2 separate regions of the Capsicum annuum genome follow, and region 1 is linked to region 2. The links are chromatin contacts, called in public Hi-C maps. All regions are on one chromosome and are shown on one strand. Each heading gives the region's core, a stretch centred on a gene start, on an enhancer-like site or on the middle of the called end of the contact. The rest is flanking DNA. Distances are from core to core; before and after follow the strand shown. Region 1 holds the start of LOC107839067 (E3 ubiquitin-protein ligase AIP2). Region 2 has its middle 7.0 kb from the start of LOC107839060.

Region 1 (5,453 bases), core at 2,311-4,810, 93 kb before region 2:
TTGTAGGGTTTATTTTCTTAGTTTATGCTTGATATTGAAGACACTACTCTTGTGAGAGAGAGTTCTCAAAACTGAAATTAGGGCATAGCATAAGGGTGGATTCTCTTATGTGTTGCAAAGCTTGAGACTTTGGTGATTTGAGAGGTGGATGCCCCTCTTGTGTCATTGTAAGAGTTAGGTGTTTGTTGTATGAAGTGTTAAAGGTCCAAGAGTGAATATGCTCTTGGGTTGTTAAGGCTACATCAACACTTGTCTAACCATCTATCTTTGTTTCTTATTCTAATCTTGTAGTTTGTGTTGTTGTTCAAGCCGTTTGGTTATTGTGGTTGTAACATTGTTGTTCTTCATTTTTATTGTCATAATCTAGTTTGGTTTGCTCCTGGAAATTAGGTCTTAAACACCTCATTACATGGTGTTCTTGTTGTGTTCTTAAATCCGAGAAGGGTCACCAAAAGAGGTCCATAGTTCCTTGAACTAGTGGACTGTTTTGTTGTTTGTTTTCTTGTGTTCTTGGGCTGTCTTGTATCAAACTCGGTGCAGCTCCCGCTAAGCGCAGGGTCCGGGGAAGGGCCAAATCACAAGGGTCTATTGTACACAGGCTAACCCTACACATGGGGTTAAATAATCAGTTATCAAAATCTATTGCTGTAAACTCTCTCAAAGAAGAATAATGGATGAAGAAGTGTTTGACAAAAGAACTAGGCATAGAGATAGAGCAGCTACTAACTAGCCTATACTAAACCACTTGCTTAAGTTAAATGTTTTTTCAGAAGGAATACAACCCCTTACTTGTAAACGAGGATGTCTCTGAAAAAAATACACTGGTCACTTTCTCACTACACACTTCTCTGTGTTTATTAATAAAAGAATATGTGGACCAGTTCCCTTTCGTGGATTGACCTATTATGAATTCTCTTTCCGAAAGAGATCAATTGTTTAATTTCTCCATGCTGATATTAATTGGGACCTAAACCATCTACTAAGAGTTGGAACGAAAAAAGTTCCACTTACTGCATGAAAGCGGCTCTTCATCATAGTTACAAATATGTGCTAGCTTAATCAATTGGATATTATAAAAAGCACAGAATAGTCTATGTAGATAAGCTATCTCATTTTTGTAACAAAAAACAAGACTAAAATCAACAACTCGGTTGATCATCTTCCTATTAAAAGTAAACCTCAAAACTCTACTACCCTATTCCAAACCTTCATAGTGTGACTCAACAACTTGATACCCCTATAGTTGTTGCAACTCTGAATGTCACCCTTGTTCTTATATAATGAAATCATCGTACTCCATCTCCAGGATTCGGGCATCTTCGCTGTCCTAAAGCTAACGGTAAACAACTCAACCAGCCACTCCACACCTACCTGCTAGTGCTCTTACAAAAATCCACCAGAATCTCATCTAGCCCAGTCGCCCGACCCCTACTCATCCTACGAATAACACCCTTGACCTCCTCAACCTTTATACGCCTACAACAATTGTAATCGTGACACCTCTCTGAGTGCTCCAAGTCCCCAGTTATTGAACTCACATCATCACCTACCACTCTTCAATCCATTCCCACTCCATATGACCGTGTAAACCTTGTTTCCACTATTTGTTAATTATAAAGCTACCAGGTATCACCGATCAACACTCCCCCATCCCGCCGAACACTAATATTACATTCGACCAAATTTATGTCCAACCATACACTAGAAAAGGATATTTCACATTCTATAAAACAAGGATCAATTAAGTGTTTAATGTTTTTTTTAAATAACTATAGTGTCCAAGTAAGGAGGTATGTAAGAGGGATAAGTTCAAGTATCTTGGGTCCGTGATTCAGAGTAATGGTGAGATTGACGAGGATGTCTCGCACCGTATTGGGGCGGGATGGATGAAGTGGAAACTCGCGTCGGAGGTGCTGGGTGATAAGAAGGTGCCGCCCAAGCTTAAAGGCAAATTCTACAGGGTGGTAGTCCGTCCGGCCTTGTTGTATGGAGCGGAGTGTTGGCCAGTTAAGAACTCCCACATCCAAAAAATGAAGGTGGCAGAAATGCGGATGTTGCGCTGGATATGTGGGCTGACTAGAGGGGATAGAGTTCGGAATGAGACTATCCGGGAGAAGGTTGGTGTGACTTCAGTGGAGTGCAAGATGCGGGAAGCACGATTGAGATGGTTCGGACACGTGAAGAGGAGGGGCATGGATGCCCCGGTCTGTAGGTGTGAGAGGCTAGCGTTGGATGGTTTTAGGCGGGGTAGGGGTAGGCCGAAGAAGTACTGAGGTGAGGTGAGGTGATTAGGCGGGACATGGAACAGTTACAGCTCACCGAGGACATGACCCTAGATAGGAAGATCTGGAAGACGCGAATTACGGCAGAGGATTAGGGCCAGTTTGGGTCGCTAGTGTAGGGAATTACTTGGTGGGGGTTTTATTCCTGTTATGATTCCGTGTTTCGTGTTCCATGTTTTATTACGAATCTGTGTGCTTTTCTCTGCTTTCCTCTGTTTTATAATACTTATGGGTGCCGTATGTATGTTATGTAATCTGCTTCTGTGCTTTACTATGTGTTTGTGTGGTATCTCATGCCTTGAGCCAGGGGTCTTTCGGAAACAGCCTTTCTACTTCATCAGAGGTAGAGGTATGGACTGCGTACATCTTACCCCCAGACCCCACTAGGTGGGAATACACTGGGTTTGTTATTGTTGTTGTTGTATAGTGTCCAAACAAGCTTGCATGCACGTCGACTAATTCCAAGGGATATTTATCACCCCCCCCCCCCACCAGCCCTAGGTACCACATAACTTTTCTACCAAAGCTAGAATAAATGGAAATAAATCATCTAGTATTTTTGTCTCAGCTCGAAATTGAACCTGACACCTCATGCGTAATTTCTAATGGCATAGATCCCAATTCCTCAACCAACTTGATTATTTTTGAAGCAAACTATTCTCAATCATTCAGCTCCGACAAGTGAAAGTCGCAGCTAGTTTACTTTTTTACAGCTATCCAAACTAATGTATACTCAAAAACGAAAATAAGTAATCAAAATTCCCGGTAACAAAAGAAAAAAACCACAACAAAAACGTTTAATCAAATATTAATCCTTTTTCCCTTAATTTATCTGCTTTTCTTCATTAGTTGGGTAAAGCAAAAACACACGAAAAAAAAAATAATAAATAAAAGAAGAACAAATTACATAAATAAATGAGTAATAAAAGGAAAAGGGGTAATATTTACCGAATTACGAAGAGAAGGGGAAGCAGAAGGATAGTATTGAAGAAGAAGAGATCTAATGGAGGAAACTGCTTCCTCAAACATTTGTTTCTTTCCTAATTGCTTCTGCAATTCTTGAAGCTTTTGCTTTAATTCTTCTTCCATTTTTGCTTTTGCTTAATTCAATTAACTTTCAGTTCTGATTTATATTTTTTATATAGCTCTCTGTCTTGCGGAGGGGGAAATTGAAATCGGCTTTCCGTGTCATGTCCAAAATTGTCCCTTATCTTTCGTTCCAGGATCAAAATACTTTCTTATTCTTTTATATAGCGAGTATTAGGGGTTGTTTGGTTTGAGGTATAAAAAATTCAAGGATAAGTTATTTTGGGGTAAAATAAAAGATTATTTAATTTTTTGTTTGATTGGAGGGATTAATCTTATCTGGGATAACTTATTCCATCATTTTTCTTTTAGTGGTGGGATAACTTATCCTATATACATGGTGGGATAAATTATTTTGGGTAATCCCAGAATAATTAATTTTGGTATTAGTTATTTCGAGATAATAATTTCCCAACCAAACAGTCCCTACGAGTCCTCTTTTTTGTTAAACCTAGTTTAGTATACGTGCATTGTACGTATATTTAATATTAAAAAAAATAGTTACATGTATTTGTTTGTCTAATGTTCAAATATTTATTTATAAAAAAATATAACATTATTCGAATACGAACATAATTTATATGAGGTGATTGATATTTTAATTTATTTGAATTAATGTGAAGGCTTTCTTGAAGTTCTAAATATTAAAAAATTAATGAAATAATAATATTGTCCATTATGAAATTTATTTTTAAAAAAGATAAAAAGAAGATGAATGTTTCACTGCATAACAGACATCAGAGAATGTTCTTAAAAAATTTCATTGCGTAAAAGATATCAAATGCATTCGAAAATAGTCCTAAAAAGTTGATTTGTTACTCAAACTACTTGGACAATCTATTACTTCCTACACATATTAAAATGAATTACTTACTTTTTTTTTAATCGAATTATAATTAAAAAATAGGAGAACTTACACAAATCTCTGAATCTTTAAATGATATTACATTTTCTCCCAATTATTTGGTTAATTACATCTTATCCCGATTTTTTGGAATCATGATATATATATTATAAGGTCATACATATAAAAAGTGATACATTTAAAACTGACAAAATATTTATTTAAGAAAGTAACATATTCTCGTTTATTATTTTAGGAAGTAACTGGTTCTCTTTTATTCTGTGAAGAAAATCACGCACAATCGGTTGCACAATGAATTAATGAGATTCCAATTCCACCAACCAACTTTCAAATTTCAATTGGTGACCGCAAGTTGAGAATATCTATGGCTACTTCAAATGCATCCTCTCCTATTCTCTCTTCATCACCAGAAAATGAATCTCAACAAGCAGATTCCTTGTCTTCCCCCATGGTATTGAAGTTTGATGATATCTCTGCTAATTCGATACCGAAAAAAAAGGAATATCCAATAGATATGTCTTTCCCTGATATCAAAAACAGTATATATTCAATTGGCAAGTTCCGCATATCAAGAACAGTATATATTCAATCTACGCCAATTTTGGACAGTGAAACGTCGGAGTTGCAGATTCGTACAACGTCGCCGACGGAAGTGAATGAAGAAGAGAAGTAGGAGAAAAGGAATTATTATTTGAATACATGATACATCTGAAAATTTGAATTATTATTTGGCGGCGGATGATTACTATGTGATACATCTGAAATATGTGATACATTTGGTTGTATTTCTATGATTTTTATATGATTCATATTAAATATTTATGAAAGTTTTATGATTCATATTAATATTGTCTGCATTAGTTTAAAGAAATTATCTGTTATATTAGTGATACATTTTTATAGTTGAAATAAATGTATGTATCATCAATAATCCAACCGCAAATGTATCACTCATACATTGTCAATACAAATATATCTCCAATAATCTAATAGAAAATGCTTCACTCCTACACTATCAACAAATGTATCACTATATACTGATAAGAAAAGTATCATTCATATGAATCACCGTTACACTATGAAAATGTATCCAGAAAATTAATATTTTTATATATGTATCAATTGGATTAACAAAAAAATATGTATCACCGACAAATTTCATACTAATATTAACTTAAACATGTATGAATAACAAAATAAGTTTATATATGTATCAATCA
Region 2 (5,647 bases), core at 95-2,594:
GATATTGAATTTTGTGAAACTTATCGCCACTCGAACTTGATACTTTATAGAAAAATTAATGACCGTTTGACTTTAACATTTTGCTTTTGGATTTAGATTACTAGTTTGTTGATATTTTAATTTGAATTATTATTAATGAAAGATTTTATTGTGATGTGTATATATAATTGTGTATTAATATAATTCTCTCTCTATATATCAATTGGTATTTGAACTAGCTGCAATAATAGGTGGCAAAAAAAATTACAAAAGATTCGAAAATCGTTGCAATAGGTGTCAAAAATCGTTGCAGTAGGTAGTAAAAAACCGTTGCAAAAGATCAATAATTGTTGCAATAGGATTATTGCAACGCTTTTTTGTCGTTGCAATAGAGTCTATTGCAACGGTTCTTCACCGTTGCAATATAGTCTATTGCAACAGTTAGTAACCATTGCAACAGTTTTTGTAACCGTTGCAAATGTCGTTGCGATAGGCCTATTCCCACATCCACATATGCAACGCATATAAAACCGTTGTATAGCAACGATTTTTATATCTATCGCAATGATTTTTGAACTGTTGCCATAGGGTAATTTCTGGACCGTTGCCATAGGGTAATTTCTAGTGATGAATGAATCCGACTCAATAGATATTTTCAATATGAATGTTACACTAGATTATTTAATATTTATGCTGGTGGAATGTATAGCAGGCTGATAGCTAATAATTGCCTCATCTTTTACCATCCATTGACTCATATATCGAGAAAAGAAAATGATTTTGAGATTGAATCGCACATGATGGGCATAGAAAAGATTATTGCAACCTCAAGGGGTTCGGTAAAAACTACTGCAGGCTTAATTAATTGATTTGTCCAGGGCTAAATATTCATATCCACTAAAATTAAAAGCAACTTCTTGTAGTAAAGTGGTTGCAAATCGCAATATGCAATGATCAAGTGAATTTCAGAAAATGAAGTAAATAAAAAGACTCTAATTTAATTGCATTTGACTTAAGAAAGGGAGGAAAAAAAAAAAGTAAAGCCAAACCTAAAATTTGTCAATTCCAAGTAAAGCAAACTCTTTGCCTGCAGTTGAGGAATCTATGCCTCGTGTTGAACCTAGCTTTTTTCATATTATACTAATGTGTGTACTTTGGTAGTTGTCTTTTGGTTTTGTCCATTCTTGTGCTTTTAAAAGTCAAATACTTGGACAACAGAATCCAAAGCCAACCCATAATTTCCTTTTTCCAGTTTCTCCTTCTACTATATAATTTGTTTATTAGCTTTTGTTGGTTTATAATTGACTTTGGATGCTCGAGTCTGAAGATGACCACTAATATATTTTATTGATTGAATTGGAATAAAGCCATCAATTACGATATCTTTTGGTCCAAAATTTCCATTCCCTGATGTACGTGTTATACTCCCTCTTACTTTAACATAATTTCCTTCCGGTTCATTACATAGACATTAATTAAAATATAATTTAATTAAATTATTTTTATTTATTCTTTGATCTTAATTTATTATTTATTTTTTGATATATTAATTTAACCGTACCTGTAACATTTGATTATTTAAAATTAAATAATTTTATCTATTAAGGAGATTTTTAATGAAGTGTAAAAGTTCAAATTACTTTTCAAATATCCTTCATACTTTAATATAATAATATAAATATAAACATATATTTTAGTGTAAACACATATATATCTCACCACCAGAAGTTTCAAGTCATTGATGAAGCATCACTTTTGCATTTGTTATGCAATACCTCTTTCTCTTACTGCTAGAAGATAAAAGAGACACATCAATTTAAATCATATTATTTATATTAATGTTATTTTTCTTTTTTTTTTTCTATATTTAAAATCTTTCCTTGTTTTTGAAGTCAAATCTATACAAAATCATTGATTACATTTTTATTACGTAATTAAAACTTTTAAATTTTGGTATTTCTTAAATTTTCTTATTCTAACATTTTTATATTTATTTCTAGATTTTTCAAATTTTCTTAAAATCAAAATTAGTTGATTTAAAATTCTTAAACTAAGGAAAAAAAATTAGTTGTCATTAATTTTGATGACTTCTAATAAGAAAAGATTTTACCATAAATAATTTAATTAATTTTTAACTCTTAAATATTAGAAAAAAAATAGTGATTGTCTAAAACAAAAACATTTAATAAAGGCCAAAAAGTTCAAACAACATTTTTAAAGCTTTTCACATTTATATATATATATATATATATATATATATATATATATATATATATATATATATATATAGATTATAGATTATAGATTAATCTTTATCCACGTTTATTAAGGATAAAGATAGGAACAAATAATTACTTCCTTCGCCTCATATTAATTAGTCGTCTTATTAAAAATAGTTGTTCCATATTAATTGATCACTTTACTAAATTAAGAAAGCATTAATTAATTTTTTTTCCATATCACCCTTGTAATTAATGTTTTTTGAAAATATTCACACTTGTTTATAAAGTTCTCAAAAGAATTTTTAAGCGACGAATTTATAAAATTGTCTTTTTATTTATGATGTCTTAATCACCATATAAAAATAAAATGTGTCCAGTTAATATGACACAGAGAAAGTAATTATATCTTAATTTTTTAAAATAATAATTAATTTTTTGAAAATATTATTTGACCTTGTTGACATGACACACTAAGAAAGGTCTAATTAGAGATGCATGAATTAACTAAAATCTCTTTTTTTTTTCCCAACAAATGTAAATATTACTTTCCCGTTTTGAAAAGAATGATCTATTTTAACTTTATATGGAGTTTAAGAAAATAAAGAAAGAGTGAATTTTATGGTCATAACTAAAGTTGTGTCAAATATATTAAAATATTTTTTAAATCTTGTGATCTTAAACATATCAGATAAAAAGTTAAAATTAAAATCTGCAAAAAAAAAAAAATAATTCTTTTTAAAATGAACTAAAAAAAGTAGATTATTATTTTTAAAACGGAAAATATACAATAAACAAATAAAGAATAAAGAACAAGTAGTACAAACTACTGAGCACCATACCATCACGCAATTTGTAGTGATGAGTGGCAGGGGTGACTCTACTCCTTTAAAGAAAAAAAGGCGACCATGTAAAGCCTCAAATTTAATAGGGTTCCTCTATTTTTTTTTTTTTATAGGAATACAACAACAACAATAAACCCAGTGTATTCCCACCTAGTGGGGTCTGGAGTGTAAAGTTCAATGAAGAAATTTAGGGACTTTGACTTCGTAATACTCTGCCTGACTCTTGAGAAACTCTTCGAGTTTCTTTGACTAATTCTGCTCCCGGTGGTATTGTAACTATGGAATATGTTAAGAGTGGTGTCTTGAATGAAGAGATGAGAAAAAGATCTCAGGCCTTATCTTCTTCATCTTCACACTCTAATATTTTGGTTACTGAAGAGAGGGGGAGAAACAAGTCTAGAGATTCAAATGATAGAGATAAAAGTAGAAGTAAGTCAAGGTCCAAATTCAAGAATGTTACATGTGACTATTGCAATAAAAATGGGCATATCATGAAATATTGTTACAAACATAAAAGAGATATAAGATGGTAAAAGAAAGAAGGCGATAATGAAAATCGTGTTGTTGTTGTTGCTAATGATGATTTTCTTGTTGCTTGTGGTGAGAATGTCATTAATCTTGTTCGCGATGAGTCTAGCTGGTTTGTAGATTCTGATGCTACATCTCATGTTACGCCAAAGAAGGAATTATTTTCTTCTTATACTCCAGGTAATTTTGGGATGTAGAAAATGGACAATAATAATGAAGTTAAAGTACTTTGCATTGGCACGATTTATTTGGAAAGTAACAATGGTTCCAAACTAGTTCTCAATAATGTCAAGTATGCTCCAGATGTTCGCCTGAATTTGATTTTTGTAGGAAGTCTTGATGGTGAGGGTTATATTAATACCCTTGGTGCTGGCCAGTGGAAGCTTACTAGAGGTTCGATGATTGTGGCTCGAGGTGACAGGTTGTCTAACTTGTACGTATTTCAGGGCTCTACTTCTAGAGGCTTGATAAACTTGATGGAGAATGATATTTCATCAGAGTTGTGGCATAGAAGGTTGAGTCATATGAGTGAGAAGGGGATTGACAGTTTGACTAAGAAAAATTTGCTTTCTGGAGTAAAATAAGCTAAGTTAAAGAAGTGTGTTCATTGCTTAGCCGGTAAACTGAAAAGAGTTTCTTTTCAAGTCATCCGCCTTCAAGAAAACTCGATTTACTGGAGTTGGTGCATTCTGATTTGTGCGGTCCTTTTAAAGTAAGGTCTCATGGTGGTGCACTTTACTTTGTGACTTTTATTGATGATCATTCTCGTAAACTCTGGGTATTTTCTTTGAAGTCCAAGGATCAAGTACTTGATGTGTTCAAGAATTTTCAGGCCTTTGTTGAAAGACAGACAGGGAAGAAATTAAAATGTATCCGTTCAAATAATGGTGGTGAGTATATTGGTCCTTTTGATAGATAGTGCAGAGAGCAGGGTATTCGGCATCAGAAAACTCCTCCAAAGACTCCTCAGTTGAATGGCTTAGCAGAGAGGATGAACAGAACACTAGTTGAGAGGGTAAGATGCATGCTTTTAGATGCTAAGATGCCAAATTTCTTTTGGGCAGAAGCACTTAATACGGCTATTTATGTTATCAATTTATCTCCTACTGTTGCTTTGAATGGTGATGTCCCTGACAAAGTTTGGTCTGGTAAGAATGTTTCTTATGACCATCTTAGAGTCTTTGGGTGTAAATCTTCTGTTCATGTTCCTAAGGATGAAAGGTCAAAGTTGGATGTTAAAACTAGATAGTGTATCTTCATTGGTTATGGTCAAGATGAATTTGGCTATCGTTTCTATGATCCAGTTGAGAAGAAACTTGTTAGAAGCCGCGATGTTGTGTTCTTTGAAGACCAAACAATTGAAGATTTTGACAAAGCTGAGAAGCTTGATTCTCAGAGTAGTGAGAGCTTAGTTGATGTTGATCCAGTTCCTTTGACTACTGCTCCTAAAGAAAATCTTCATGATGATGAAAATCAAGTTGATAATGAAGATGATGATCATGTTCAGAATGACCAGCAAGAAGTTGTTGATGCTCCAGTGCAAGTTGATACAGTTGATCAACAACCAATTGTTGATGTTTCAGAGAGTTCTCTCAGACGATCTACAAGAGAGAGAATACCTTCATCTCATTATTCTCCCAGTGAGTATGTACTCTTGACTGAGGGGGAAGAACCTGAGAGTCTTGATGAGGCCATGGAAAGTAAAGAAAAAGAAAAGTGGTTTGATGCTATGGAAGATGAAATTAAATATTTGCAAGATAATCATACCTTTGATTTGGTTAAGCTGCCTAAAGACAGAAAAGCTTTGAAAAACAGATGGGTTTTTCGGGTGAAGCATGAAGATGGTAATCCAATTCCACGGTACAAAGCTAGATTGGAGTTGATTTTGATGAGATATTTTCTCTGGTTGTGACGATGTCATCCATTCGTGTGGTTCTAGGCTTAGCTGCAAGTCTAGATTTAGAGGTTGAGCAAATGGATGTTAAAACTGCTTTTCTCCATGGTGACTTAGATGGAGAAATTTATATGGAGCAACCTGAAGGTTTTGAAGTCAAGGTAAAAGAGAATTATATTTGC

The links. Hi-C and Micro-C count contacts between places; a contact is called where the count stands out from the background.
Region 1: a contact with region 2 is called in a Hi-C map of bud, with 3 times the contacts expected there. The contact joins the promoter of LOC107839067 here to the enhancer-like site in region 2. A contact is called at or near these places in 3 of 5 Hi-C or Micro-C datasets (bud, leaf and placenta).

What each region holds. Positions count from the first base shown.
Region 1 is chr8:112,948,022-112,953,474 of UCD10Xv1.1, reverse strand. LOC107839067 (E3 ubiquitin-protein ligase AIP2) reads right to left here and starts at 3,560. Exons shown (of 5, transcript XM_016682416.2): 1 at 3,231-3,560. The coding sequence starts at 3,371.
Region 2 is chr8:112,852,453-112,858,099 of UCD10Xv1.1, reverse strand. No RefSeq gene overlaps it. Among protein-coding and RNA genes, the nearest start is that of LOC107839060, 7.0 kb to the left of the region's middle. Within about 2 kb of position 1,344, at least 3 of the 5 cell types and tissues checked have an H3K27ac peak or open chromatin away from gene starts, as enhancers often do. A contact at or near this core is called in leaf, where this site is marked.